Linked DNA regions of Rattus norvegicus: region 2 is linked to region 1. A link is a contact called in public Hi-C data. All regions are on one chromosome and are shown on one strand. Each heading gives the region's core, a stretch centred on a gene start, on an enhancer-like site or on the middle of the called end of the contact. The rest is flanking DNA. Distances are from core to core; before and after follow the strand shown.

Region 1 (6,537 bases), core at 3,854-6,353:
AAATTTGGACTACATTGTTTAAATACATAAATTTCTTGAAAGTAAATATATGTTTTCAGTCTTCTTACATTTATATAGCTAAGACAGGCCTATCTCTAGTGATCTATTATTAAAACTAGAACAAATACCTTCACAACATTACTTATAAATATGGGAGAAAGGGGACAAATCATTAGCATAGACAAGCATCCACTTTTAAAAAATCCACTCCAAATTTGAGAAGTACAATTTTCCAAGGCCATATACATACCTTCTACACCTAAGATACTTTCTATGATTCCCAGAAACAGAAACTACAAAATCAGCTTAAGTTACCCCCACATGCCAAAGCCTCCCAAAAAAGGTAGGTCTTGAACAACTTCACCTACTACATTTACCTATATAAGCCCAGTTCTTTCCTAGAAAGTAGAGCAGAATGTAATTTTAATCATATCCATTATAAATAATAGTCATTACTGATGAATTAGAAAACAGTATACTGCTATAAAAGGTAATATTCATGGGGCTGGGGATTTAGCTCAGTGGTAGAGTGCTTACCTAGGAAGCGCAAGGCCCTGGGTTCGGTCCCCAGCTCCGAAAAAAAGAACCAAAAAAAAAAAAAAAAAAAAAAAAAAAGGTAATATTCATTCAGTTGGGGGGGAATGATTAAAAACATTCTGGCTAGCGAATTCCAGTCTCTTTTACATATTAATAGGGAGAAAGTAGATACTTAACTATTGACTCCTAAGGGGCATTAACCTAAAGAATATCTGAAAAGCAGCCACTAAGGTAGGGGATAGTTAAAAAGGTCTAAAACTGTGGAACCACTTCACAACAACTATTTTGGTGGAAATATGCCTTCTAGAGCTGGAAGTGAGGGTTAAGGCAAGCCTAGAAATGGAACTTGGGAGTATTATTAGGGTGATGTGTCAAATCATAACCATGGGTGGAAATCACCAAGGCAGTAAATAGAGAAAGGTGGGAAATTAGGCATGTGGCATTCCAACATTAAGGTACAGGAAAAGTGACAGGAAAATCTCTTAGTAATGACACTTTAAAGAGGCAGAGCCTGTTAGCTTATCTTTATCAGTTGATTCATCCAGTTGATTCATCGCGCGCCCCCCTCCCCCCCGCCAAGTATGAAGGACACCTTAAAAATGAAGAGCAAAAAGGGAACAAACTGGGAAAAGAGGGAAGAAATGACAGGTGCAAAAGTAACAGAACATATAAGATATAATCTATTTCCTGTTGAGGCTGGAGGGTATTAACACACTTCCCAACGGGTCTAAAAAAGGATTAGGATGTAACTATCTAGTACCTTATAATCATAGTACATGACAGAAAGGGACAATAAGCACAAACCTTTGGGTTATTGAAGATTTTTGATTATATATTTGATTATATATTAGTGAGCGATGTCAAATCACCACACACTAGTGGTGTTTAAAGCAACAGGTATTTACTTTCTAAATTCTGAGATCAGAGGTGGGGCTGTGTTCCCTCCTATACTCTTGAGGAGATTCTGGTCTGTCCCCCCTCTAGCTCTGGGTTTGGTTGTATCACTCCAATCGAAGTCTCCTGGTCACCGCCTCCTCCCATGTCTTCTATAATTTTCTGTTTTCACCTTAAAAGGACATCTACCTCTGGATTTTGTGGTACCCTGGACCTTGTTTTAATGGATTCCAACAGATGGGGGAGCAGGCCTTAGAGGTGGTAGCAGGACACTTCATTTCCAATGATCTTGCTGGGATTTCTTCTGTTCTTTACCAAGCTAGGCATAGTAGGACAAGGTGCTATCAATGAAAGAGCTCCTCTGCAGAGCCCTGTCTTAGTAGCCAGTGCTGCACATGCCTAATTAGTTTACACTGATTCACTGTCATAAAGGGCTGTACACTCTCCATCTGACAGGCTACAGGCGGGGAAAAGGAAAGAGGCACAGAATAAAGCAGAACAGAGAGGCCTGGTACCTTTCAATCCAACTCAAAATCCTGCTACAGCAGTGCCAACTCTGTATATGGCTTCAAAAGGTTTTTTGTTTTTGTTTTTTTAAAAAGAAACCTACCAAGGTGACAATAAAAAGACAAAGAAATCTCTGCACGAAGGAACATGCCATACAAAATGCTCTTAGAGCCGCACTCCACTGTGGGGTGAGAGGATGAAAGCAGCCTGTTAATCATACTGGAGTGACATAGGGCGTGGACTAAATAAAATTTATTACAAAAATTAGTTTCACTTTATTTCTTCAACTGGAAAATCTTAACTCACAATTGTGGCTCCCAGTATATTCCATAAATAGCTGCCTTGTGCTGAGAATGTGGCTCAGCTGGTAGAGTGCTTTCCTAGCATGCACAAGGCCCAGAGTCTGAACCCCAGCACCACATAATCAGAGTTTATAATCCCATAACTTAAGAGAAGGAGAAGGATCAGGACATGCCCGCCTGGGCTATGTGCAATGAGAGAGGAGAGAAAAGAGAAGGGCAGAAGAGAATGGAGAGAGAAAAGCACCCGAGAGCACGTCTCACACGGTAGATATTTTATTCACTTGGCAAATACATATTCAATACTAAAATTACTTCACTGTGCACCACACCAAGATTATTCTAAGTGCTCTAAGTGCTAAGATCTTTGCATGAAGAAAGAGAAGAACCGTGCCACCACAGAGCTTACATTACCTACTATACATTCTCATGTGTGGCCATGCATAAAAATAGTAATATAAAACTTGCAATGTAGTAATATAGTAATATAATAATTACAAATGATAAGGTTTCATTTAGAAATTATCAAATGTAAGTCTGTAATTCCAGAGTAATGACAACTTGCCTTGTGATACAGTAAGTTTTAGTACAGAATACTTATCCAGAATGCTTTGTTTTTGCTTTTTTGGTTTTGTTTTAGAGAAAGGATCTCATTACGTAGCTCGACTGGCCTGAACTCTGTATGGAGACTACGCTGGCCTAGAGCTCGGAGATATAGTTACCTCTGCCCCCTGCCACCATTACCAGTTTTCTAATAACCTGCCCTGGCTTCTTGGTCCTCCCTAACTAACTTGCTCCTTCCTTATGATTCAATTTTAGAAGTCCAAGTGGCAACATGCTAGCTACTCACAACACAAGAGCTACTTCACTCTTAGGGGACACTGGAGAGGGGTGGAATATCAAGAGACAACTTCGGCTTTGTAAAGACACAGGTCTAAAGTTTCTTTTGGGCTTAAACAAAAGTAGTTTCTGTCCCAAACTATGCTTCAAAAGTCAATGCACAAACTTATCTTTTAAGCTAAAACAGCTCACTAATTCTCTCCTACTGAAACCTTCAGACAACAAAACCCTTCTAAATAAATCTTCTAAAACAAATCAACAGGGCTAATTAATAACTACTGTAACTCCAGTTCTAAGAACATCTGACGCCCCCTTCTGGACTCCACAGAAACTGCACACGTCCTACACAGACTTACATACAGGCAAAAATAACCACACACATGAAAACACACAAAAAAAAATTCTTCAGATATTACAATGAAAGCAATATAGTAATATGTATTTTAAAGGCACTCATATTTAAAATGTGTTTTCCCCACTCTCATATATCAAGTATGACATATGACAACTCTATAGAAACAATGAAGTTTCCAAGTCTTAAACACCTAAAATTATTTCAATGCCTTTTTGGTTGAAGTCTGCCACCATCTGAAATACAGATGTGCTAGGCAATGAATATTCTCCTTCACTCTTTAGCTGCACAGGTGCGCTCACTTATGTTTCAACGTTATGCACCTTCCATCATTTAACAAAGAATTGGCACAGTGACTTAAAAAGAAAGGAAAATTATTCCTAGTTGGAGGGGGAGAACTGCCTAGGTAAAGAAAATTCAGTTATTCATAACTAATCTAATTAATATTTGCCAGATAGGAGTCAAGCAGTCTCTTAGCCAGAGTGCTCCCTATATGAGCATGAGCCTTTTAAGACTGGCTATTTGTTCTGAAGAACTAGCCAGACAAATGGAATCAATGTTCTATGCAATCAAATATTACTTTAGAAATTCAACTTTGGCTGTTAGCCCAGGATGCCCAAGGACTTTTGTTTTGTTTTGTTTTTTAGCTAAACCTCAACTATAAAAATCAATAAAAGAGTGTAAGCTTAGTCATTAAGAACTGGCCTGCATTTGACAACTGTCACCTACAGTACCATCTGGAAGACAAGGAACAATCCTCTAAAATTTTCTGTTTTCTGAGTATGGAAGATATAAATGAGTAACTATGACATAAAGGTACCCAAATTTATCACAAGCTTACTCCAAGCCAAGCACTCGACTCGGGACGTTTACAAGTGATCACAATTATTTTGTCTTCTCCATTTCTCAACCTTCAGTGCCCTCCAGATGATGGTGATGACTGATGATTGGTGTTACTGTTGCTGCTTGCCATGGGGTCTAACTAAATTGCTCAGTTAGCTTCTAACAATGTTCCCACCTGGATCCTAGAGTAACTAACTACATTACAAGCAGATACTAACAAAGAGATGGGAGGCAAGTGATTAGAGAATATGTTTATGAGGTGGTATGGGCTGACTAAAAACTAAATGATTTCTGAGCTATATCTAAGAGTTTAGGAAAACCCAAGGCTTGTCATACAAATATACAAGATCCTTTTCAAAAGACAAAAAAGAAGAAAAAATAAAGGTAAAAAGCTTAAAGCTTGTCTCAAGCAAAGAGGGCGGAGGTAGTAGGATACTTGCCTAGCTTATGTAAGGCCCTATCCTCAGGACTAGCCTCATATACACCCACACAAACACCTGCCTAAAATTATGCACACATCTACATCCCATTAAAGTACAGTGGTGTCTCCAAGCCTAGCAAAGGGGAATAGGCCTTTAATACTATCAGGGGCAAGAACCTAGTGAGTTCAAAGCCAGCGTTGTATACATAGCAAGATCAAGACCAACCAACCAAGTTACATGGTGAAACCCTTTCTCCAAAAAAAAAAAAAAAAAAAAAAAAGGGGGCTGAGGATTTAGCTCAGTGGTAGAGCGCTTACCTAGGAAGGGCAAGGCCCTGGGTTCGGTCCCCAGCTCCGAAAAAAAAGAACCAAAAAAAAAAAAAAAAAGTGGTGGGGGCGGGGGCACGGCAATGACTCCTGAGTACATTATACTCACAACAACAGCAAAAGTACTGTTTGGACGCAGTGTTCAAACATGGCAAGTCAAGACCATTTACTTTCTACCTGGTGCTTAAGTATCGTTAAAAACACTTAAATAGAAAATAATATGGTACTATCATTTTGCCAGATTAAAAAAGGTACAGAAAATTCAACACATTGCCACAAATATTCAAAATTAAATTCTAACATTTGCTAGGCAACAGTATAATGAACAATTCTTTATAATTTTAATGTTCGACTGAGGCATCTCCAAGACGAGACGCCTCATGCAGCTATTTCAGTAAGGCACAGGCTTGTTTCAACTTCTAAAATAATCCTGCAATTTAAAAAAAATTAACCCTATGGGGTTCTAGAATGAGAATCGATAAAATATTAGAAAAAGTACACTCAGGTTAGCTGCCATATGCATTCTTCCTCAGAAAGACACCTTCCAATGACATTAAAATTTTCCATGGTCACATGAAATTTAAGGTTACACTGTATACAGTATTTTTTTTTAAAGGCTTGCTTTTGTTTTGCATAATTTGGTTTGTAAGTCTCAAGACTTAATACCAAATTTTTGTCCATAAAATTGTATGTACCAAGTAAAGAACATTTGAAAGTAAGGACATCGCCATTTTCTAATTATTTACATTTTGATTCAATACAGACATTTCCGTGTTAAATAAGCTTAAGCAGGCAAATATGGAAATGACTAGAATTACAAACAGAAGCAGTAGGATGTGCACAGAGACCGGTTTACAGCAAAACCGGAAAGGGAAAAAAAGACAAGTATATCGTCACACTACATACAATGAAAAGGGTCAAGAAATCCAGGTTAAAATAAGAAATAATCAAAGACTAGACTGACAGGTACACACATACCAAAGTAGAATGAGGAAGATCAAAATATTTTGAAGGCACCAAACAAGGGAAGGACAGCTTTCATGCCTCCCGTTTGCCTTTCTAGCCAACCACTAGGTTTGAAAATTGCAGCGGCATTTAAAGGCCGTCCTTTCTAACATTACCAACATTCTGCGACATTCTCAACAGTAAACCCTACACAAAGTAAAGCACCGTCGTGTATTTCTATCTCCAAGGGCGCCAACGAACAAAAATTAAACCTTTCTTTCTCCCATACATAGGCTTCACCATCCTCTTCCCTCTTTTAAGCTGCCCTTGTCTCAGGATTAATGAACCCTAAACCACTTCTTCCCATTAATGGAAATGGAAAAAGAGAAGAGAGCAACAGCAGAGTGGAATCCCAGATCGAAGGGAAAACTGGCAATTCAAAGTGGTGGCCTCACTCCGGGTGAGGGCAGGGAACACCCCGGAGGTGGAGTCCCGGAAGACCCCCGTTCACTCGTTCATCCCCAGGCCACACGGCTTTCCCCGCCGGTGCCAGAGCGTGTGCGCGATCTCCG
Region 2 (6,357 bases), core at 150-2,649, 210 kb after region 1:
CCTAGGTATTTACTACTATGAATTTTTTTTTATTAACTTGAGTATTTCTTATATACATTTCGAGTGTTATTCCCTTTCCCGGTTTCCGGGCAAACATCCCCCTCCCCCCTCCCCTTCCTTATGGGTGTTCCCCTCCCAACCCTCCCCCCATTGCCGCCCTCCCCCCATAGACTAGTTCACTGGGGGTTCAGTCTTAGCAGGACCCAGGGCTTCCCCTTCCACTGGTGCTCTTACTAGGATATTCATTGCTACCTATGGGGTCAGAGTCCAGGGTCAGTCCATGTATAGTCTTTAGGTAGTGGCTTAGTCCCTGAAAGCTCTGATTGAATAAGCAGAAATCTTAAGAAACACTACCTTTGGGGTTGGGGATTTAGCTCAGCGGTAGAGCGCTTGCCTAACGAGCGCAAGGCTCTGGGTTTGGTCCCCAGCTCCAAAAAAAAAAAAAAAAAAAAAAAAAAGAAAAGAAAAAAAAATAAAGAAAGAAAAAAGAAACACTACCTTTGGAAGGTAAAGGGTGCTGGCGTGAAGTCTTGTGTGTCTCTGATTCCACTTACTCTGCCAACTGTCTGGCCTTGGACAGGTTAATTTAGACTCTGTGCCTCAGTTTATCTGCAAATCAGAGATGGTACTTGTGAGGGCTGTTGCAAAGACTTTAAAAGGGCACATTAGTGGGCACAATATCCGACATGAAGACAGCCAGTTGCTACTGCAACATAAAAACCACCATACCACTGAGAGCGCCCTTGGGAAGCGCCTAAGTACCATGCCACATTCTGAAGAGTGAGCAGTGTCCCTTACTCTTCAATAGTACACACTTACTACATTCCTCAGCCAATTCGAGATTCTGTGGAATGCTGTTAAGAATAAATGTTTTCTTCTCCGGAGAGAAACCAACTGCTTTTTAATGACGCGTGTCAAAGTATGAAAGTTGATGATCGCCTGAGGCCTAAGCACAAAATGTGCAAACCTTGTCTCACCGAGAATGCCCTGGGCAGTGTGACAGTCTGGGCAGATCACACGGACCTCCACAGTGCCCACGCTCGCCAGGGCTGCGGACTCCTCGTGACCAGCTAAGGACATGACAATTCCTAACTATGCTCTGCATCCCGGCCTGGGAAGGACGTCGCCATAGGGCTGGGGCGTGGGCTGCCAGGAGACTCCGAAATATCCGTGGGCATCCTCCGTGCAATCTCCCAGGCCTGACCTAGGCCCTCCCGCCATCATCGCCCGCGGCTAAGCCGCTCGGACCCGCACCGGGCTCCACGGCCCTTAGGGCAGGTGTCACTCGCTCCAGTCCAGCTGCTGCCCACAGCCCCGGCCCAGGTACCTGATCCTGAAGGAGCAATGAAGGCAGCAGCTCCTCCTCTCCAGTGACTGAGGGCGGGGCGCTGGCGGCCACAGAGGTGGAGCTCACGCGGGGCAGAGCGGCCTTGCACCTCGTGACGGCGCGCCCCCTGCAGGCGGGAGGCTCACATGGCGGCGGCTCGCCCTCTTACCAGCATCGTGCACTTTCACCTCTTTTTCTAAATACATGTCCCATTGACTCCACTAAGTAGAAATTTAAAAGGCAGAAACAAATATGTTAAGTGCCACGCGCATTAATTTGTTTCCGGCTACAGGGAAGATCTGAATCCACTTGTTAGCAAATCATGGCTTACAAGTCTACTTTAATATTCGATCCTACCGAGTTATTATTCAGATTGAATGCTTACGCCTTATTTATAAGTCCTTGACTTATCGTGACTTGTGTACAATCAAACCTGAAAATGATGATACACCCATGTACTGGAACATTCTTTCACATAGCTTCTCTCTCTCTCTCTCTCTCTCTCTCTCTCTCTCTCTCTCTCAACTCCAGTCATACAACCAAGGTGACTTCTTTTAAACACTGTTCTCTGAGTTCTAGTACCATCTACCCCACCAGATGACCCTGTAGAAGGTCATCTGTTCAAGAATTAAGTCTAAATCCGTCGTGCACCCCCCCTGCCCCCGCAATGTCAAATCGGTGTTTAGGATTATTGCCTGACTTGAAGAAATCTCACATTTCCTTCACTTAAGAATTATAAAAAGGCTGGAGAGATAGCTCAGTTGGTAAAGGACTTGCATTGCAAGCTTAAAGACCTGAGGTCAATCCCCAGAATCCGAATAAAAAGCCAAGCATGCTGGCTATGTGCGGTTCTGGCCCGTGGGAGATATCTGATTTCAGGGGGTCTCCCTGGCCAGCCAGCACAGCCTGTGCTACTCATGGAGTTCTGGGCCTCAATGAGAGTCCTGTCTCAAAAAAACCAAGATGGTTGGCTCTTATGGTATGTCACCTGAGGCTGACCTCTGGTCTCCATGAACAAGTGCACATAAGTATTTGCACACTTGGGTTCGTGCATGCATGCGCTCATGTGCACACAGACACAGGCCACACACAGAGGCACTCACGCACACACACATGTACATACACTGAATCTAAGATACCAGGGCGGGGTGAGCTCAGCAATCCCCAGGGCCGCCAATCATCTTAGGCTATTTAACATTTACTTGAACAGTGACTGATCATAAATATTCTGTAAATTGGGGATACATTAATCAATTAGTCAATATCTCCATATATGCCCATCCACTGTGTCAAGGCACTGGGTAATTTAAATGGTAATTCTATTCATATAATTTATCTTTCCCTGGTTGGTATATCAAACAACTTGAGAGGGTATTGAATGCCTGTATTCTAATTTATCTTTTCTTTTTCGTGAATTATGGCTTCGTTCAACAGGGAAAATTTAAGGACTGTGAAGACAGCTTTTTTTCCCTCCTCTGACGAGACTAAGGAAATGGACTTCGAGTTGCCTGTGCCCTCTGACTCCTTGTCCCCATGTCTGGGTACTTGACATGGTGGGGACTGAACATCTTCACAGACGCTGCTTTTACATCTCAGTGATATCCTGATACTGAGTGGGAGTGACCATAAATCACAAGATTATATCCTCCTAAATGCAAAGTAAAGAGTCTCCTATTGTCCTCTTGCTTACTTGAGCCCCACCGGGTGCTGACTCCCCAGGAAGAGTTCCTGAGGAAGTCTGAAGAAAGAGAGGCAGCGATCTTCATCAGCAGGGGCTGAATAACTCCCCAAACTCCTGTGAACACACTTCCAGAATCCCTCCCGAGGCTTGGCTGGGGTCTGTATAGGAGAGGGCTGTACCTCAGTTTCATATTGCCATGGTAACAAACCACCACAAATCTAACTGTTTAAGCGATTGCAGTAGTCATTTTATACACCAGGAAGGCCAGCAGCCACAGAGTTTCCACCCAGCTAAACTTCAAGTGCTACGTTGCTTTTAGAGGGTCTTCAGGACTCAGTCTCCCTAACTTACTCAGCTTCTAAAGCACCCTCTGTCCCTCAGCTTGTAGCCATTCCTCCATGTGCTGCCTTTGCTCTCCCCTGGATTTCATGCCAGCATCTTCTCTAACTTTCCCCCCTTATTTTACAACACCCCTGTGCTTTCATGGGACACACTTAGATCCTCCAGAATGATCTCCTCATCTTGGGATCTTTGTTTGGATGCTCACTCCTGCAGAGCCCCCTTTCCCTGGAGTGACATCTCGAGTCACCCAGGAGGTGCCTTGGGTGGGCCTGGAGAGCATCACCTCGGTTACATTAACTGAAGGAGGACGATCCATCCTATGTGGGTGACATGGCCCCGCCTGTGACCTTGGCTTGTGTAAACAGAGAAGGGAACTGAGCAGAGGCAGGCATCTCTTGCTGTCCACTTCCTGACTGTGGATACACTCTGACCAGCTGCCTCAAGCTTTTATGGCCATGGCTCCTGTGAAGAGATGGACTGTGTCCTGAACTACGAGCTGAAATAAGCCTTTTATCTCACGGGCTTTCTCTGTCACCTTACTTTATCACGGCAACAGAAGAAGAAGAAGAAGCTAAGACACATGGCAAAGTTGCATGTGTGTAGGTTCTGGGGACTGTGGGGAGGTGGACATTTAAAGGCTGCCATCTTGTTTATTACGAGTGCCTTATCTTAGACTTTACTCTGATCAGGAAAATGTCCCTCTTTGTCTTTGTCACCACAGATACATTTGGTCATAAGTTCTGACTGTAAAAATCGCAACTGGGATAAGATAATGAAATAAAGCCTTTTTCATTGAGGAAAGACAGCAGCGATGTGCTTGGATAAACAGTTATTCTGAGACTCAATATTTATTCTTCAGAGTTAAAGGCCACGTGTGCAGCCTGTGGTAGTAGCAAAGGATCCATCTGTGTGGCCAACTTACATCTTTACCCTTGAACTTCCACAAGAGTGTGGATGAGTGGGCTGTATTCGGAATATTTGCTTAGCGGTTCTCCACACTATCGGCACAGTCTAATCACCACAGGGACATTAAAATCACCTGTGCCCACTCACAGCCGATTCAAAGTTGTACTACAGCAGAGCATTAGTGGCTGTGTCTTTGCTGCTCCAGGGATCTAGATGCATAACCAGGGCTGGGTGGAGAATGTCGTGTTAGATCTGAGCCAGGCAATGAACAGAGGGTTGCTCCGGGCAGGATTTTCAATGTCTCCTTCTCATTGGGGGACATAGAAGTCTAGGCTGTGCTGATTAAGCCTTGCTACCTGGCCTCAGAAAATGCAGAAGACTTTAAAAAATACTAATGGGGGGGCCCTGATCCAAAGAACACAACCCTCTAGTCAGAACCAGTTCTCTGTGCAGAAAGAGATGTGTTCAGAATGGGGTGGTGTTTTTTAAAAACACTCAGGACTTGCAAAGGTAGAGGTCCATCCTAAGGCAGGATTGGCAGTGCTCGCCTTTAATCCAGCTCTCGGGAGGCAAAGACAGACAGACCTCTGTGAGTTAAGGCAGCCTGGTCGAGACCCTGTATCCGTGCTCCAGACTTTTTTGTTTCTTGTAGTACTACATATGGACCAGGAAAGGGAGACGAGCTCCTGAAAAGGGAAGTTCCCACAGGTCTCTCACCAGCAGTGAATCAGGGTTCCTGGGTTCTCAGTCAGAACCACAGACCCAGCAAACCACTGAACACCATACTATAACACACATTCATCGGCACCAGGGTTAGATCGATCTCTGTCCCCCAGCACTTTGAAACACTTAAGCCACAAGGAAATATATGGGCTAGGCAGAATCTTTTTTTTTTTTCAAAACTGAGGAAAGTCAAAGCCAAGAGAAAAACATTTTCTTCCAAGAACCAGCACAACTAAAAAGTGTCACAAGCCAAACTTTCAAAAAATAAACATCTTGCAACTTGATTTTTTTTTTTTTTTTTTAGTTAGATGGATGTAGCTAAAAGCCTGGAAAGGAGAAGATTGTTTTTCTTTGCCGTGCCAGAACTGTCTAGAACCATCCAGGCTTTCACCCAGAGGAAATGAGCATCCCACAGGAACACAGATAGTGTCTAGCACTCATTTACATCCCCCCCTACAGCTGCACAGTAGCCAAACCCTGCAAATCCTGCTCAGGTGACTGAAACGCTGGGCCGTGGGAGTACAAAACTACGTGTTGATAAGATAAAATATTTGTTCCAGGAGCTGCCTTATGCAGCTGTACCAGCTGCACAGGGGGGTGATGGTTTAGAAAGGACTGTTGGAGGATCAATAACCAACCACCGGCTGCCAAAAACCCACTTGCTACCAAATCTGCTGGCCTGGGGTTAACCCCCGGGGTTGTTAAGTCTGGGCACAGAAAAAGCTAAAGATTCTCACTGGTCCCCCAAAGCCTGGGGGTGACTGCTCAGTCCACAGAGTGGGCAGCTCAGACCATTCCAGTCCTCTGCATTGTTAGAGGGCTCACTTCACTCCAAAGGGTGAGGCTGAGCTCACTCTAGGGACCCCAACAGAATTGGAAATTTACCTCTGAGAAGCCTTAACTCTCATCGTCATCTCAAAACACACTCCCAGTGATCATTACACAGAAGGAAAGACATTCTTCAGTCCTGCCTGAGCTCCCTGTGTCCTTTTGAAACATTGGTCTTTGCTTCCTTCCTACCTTTACAATACTGTGGCCTCACAGTCAAGGTGAAGCCAATGTCTGTTCACCCGAGAGTCAGAAGAGCATCAGCCTCTCACCGCTATTTCTACACAAGTGGACTGAGACATCCTCAGAACCCATGTTCCCGGCCAGGAAGAATTGGAACCTGACTGGCTTACAGGGGAAAATGGTTTGAGACTGAGAGGCAACAACTCCCCACCTATTTGTTGTAAGGCATTCAGAATGTGACCCTTAACAGTGACCACAGATGTTTTTTTTAAAGAACCCCAAAGATAAGCACTGCAAACCCATACTTTAGCCCACAGGGAAGGATTAAGAAACAGGGAAAACTAGCTTGGTTTTGTTGGTATGGTCC

Evidence for each region. A called contact is a pair of places that touch in the nucleus more often than the background predicts.
Region 2: a contact with region 1 is called in a Hi-C map of prefrontal cortex, with 1.9 times the contacts expected there. The contact joins the promoter of Ankrd46 here to the promoter of Rnf19al1 in region 1. A contact is called at or near these places in 12 of 12 Hi-C or Micro-C datasets (the A7r5 cell line, the Rat2 cell line, Schwann cells and 7 more) and 1 of 1 datasets of contacts at active chromatin or transcription factors (oligodendrocytes).

What each region holds. Positions count from the first base shown.
Region 1 is chr7:69,343,143-69,349,679 of GRCr8, forward strand. Rnf19al1 (ring finger protein 19A, RBR E3 ubiquitin protein ligase like 1) reads left to right here and starts at 5,104. Exons shown (of 5, transcript XM_039080605.2): 1 at 5,104-5,142; 2 at 6,351-6,537. The coding sequence starts at 5,104. The region is part of intron 1 of Rnf19a (ring finger protein 19A, RBR E3 ubiquitin protein ligase); the gene reads right to left.
Region 2 is chr7:69,551,878-69,558,234 of GRCr8, forward strand. It overlaps Ankrd46 (ankyrin repeat domain 46), which reads right to left and starts at 1,400. Exons shown (of 5, transcript NM_001013948.2): 1 at 1,328-1,400; 2 at 499-609.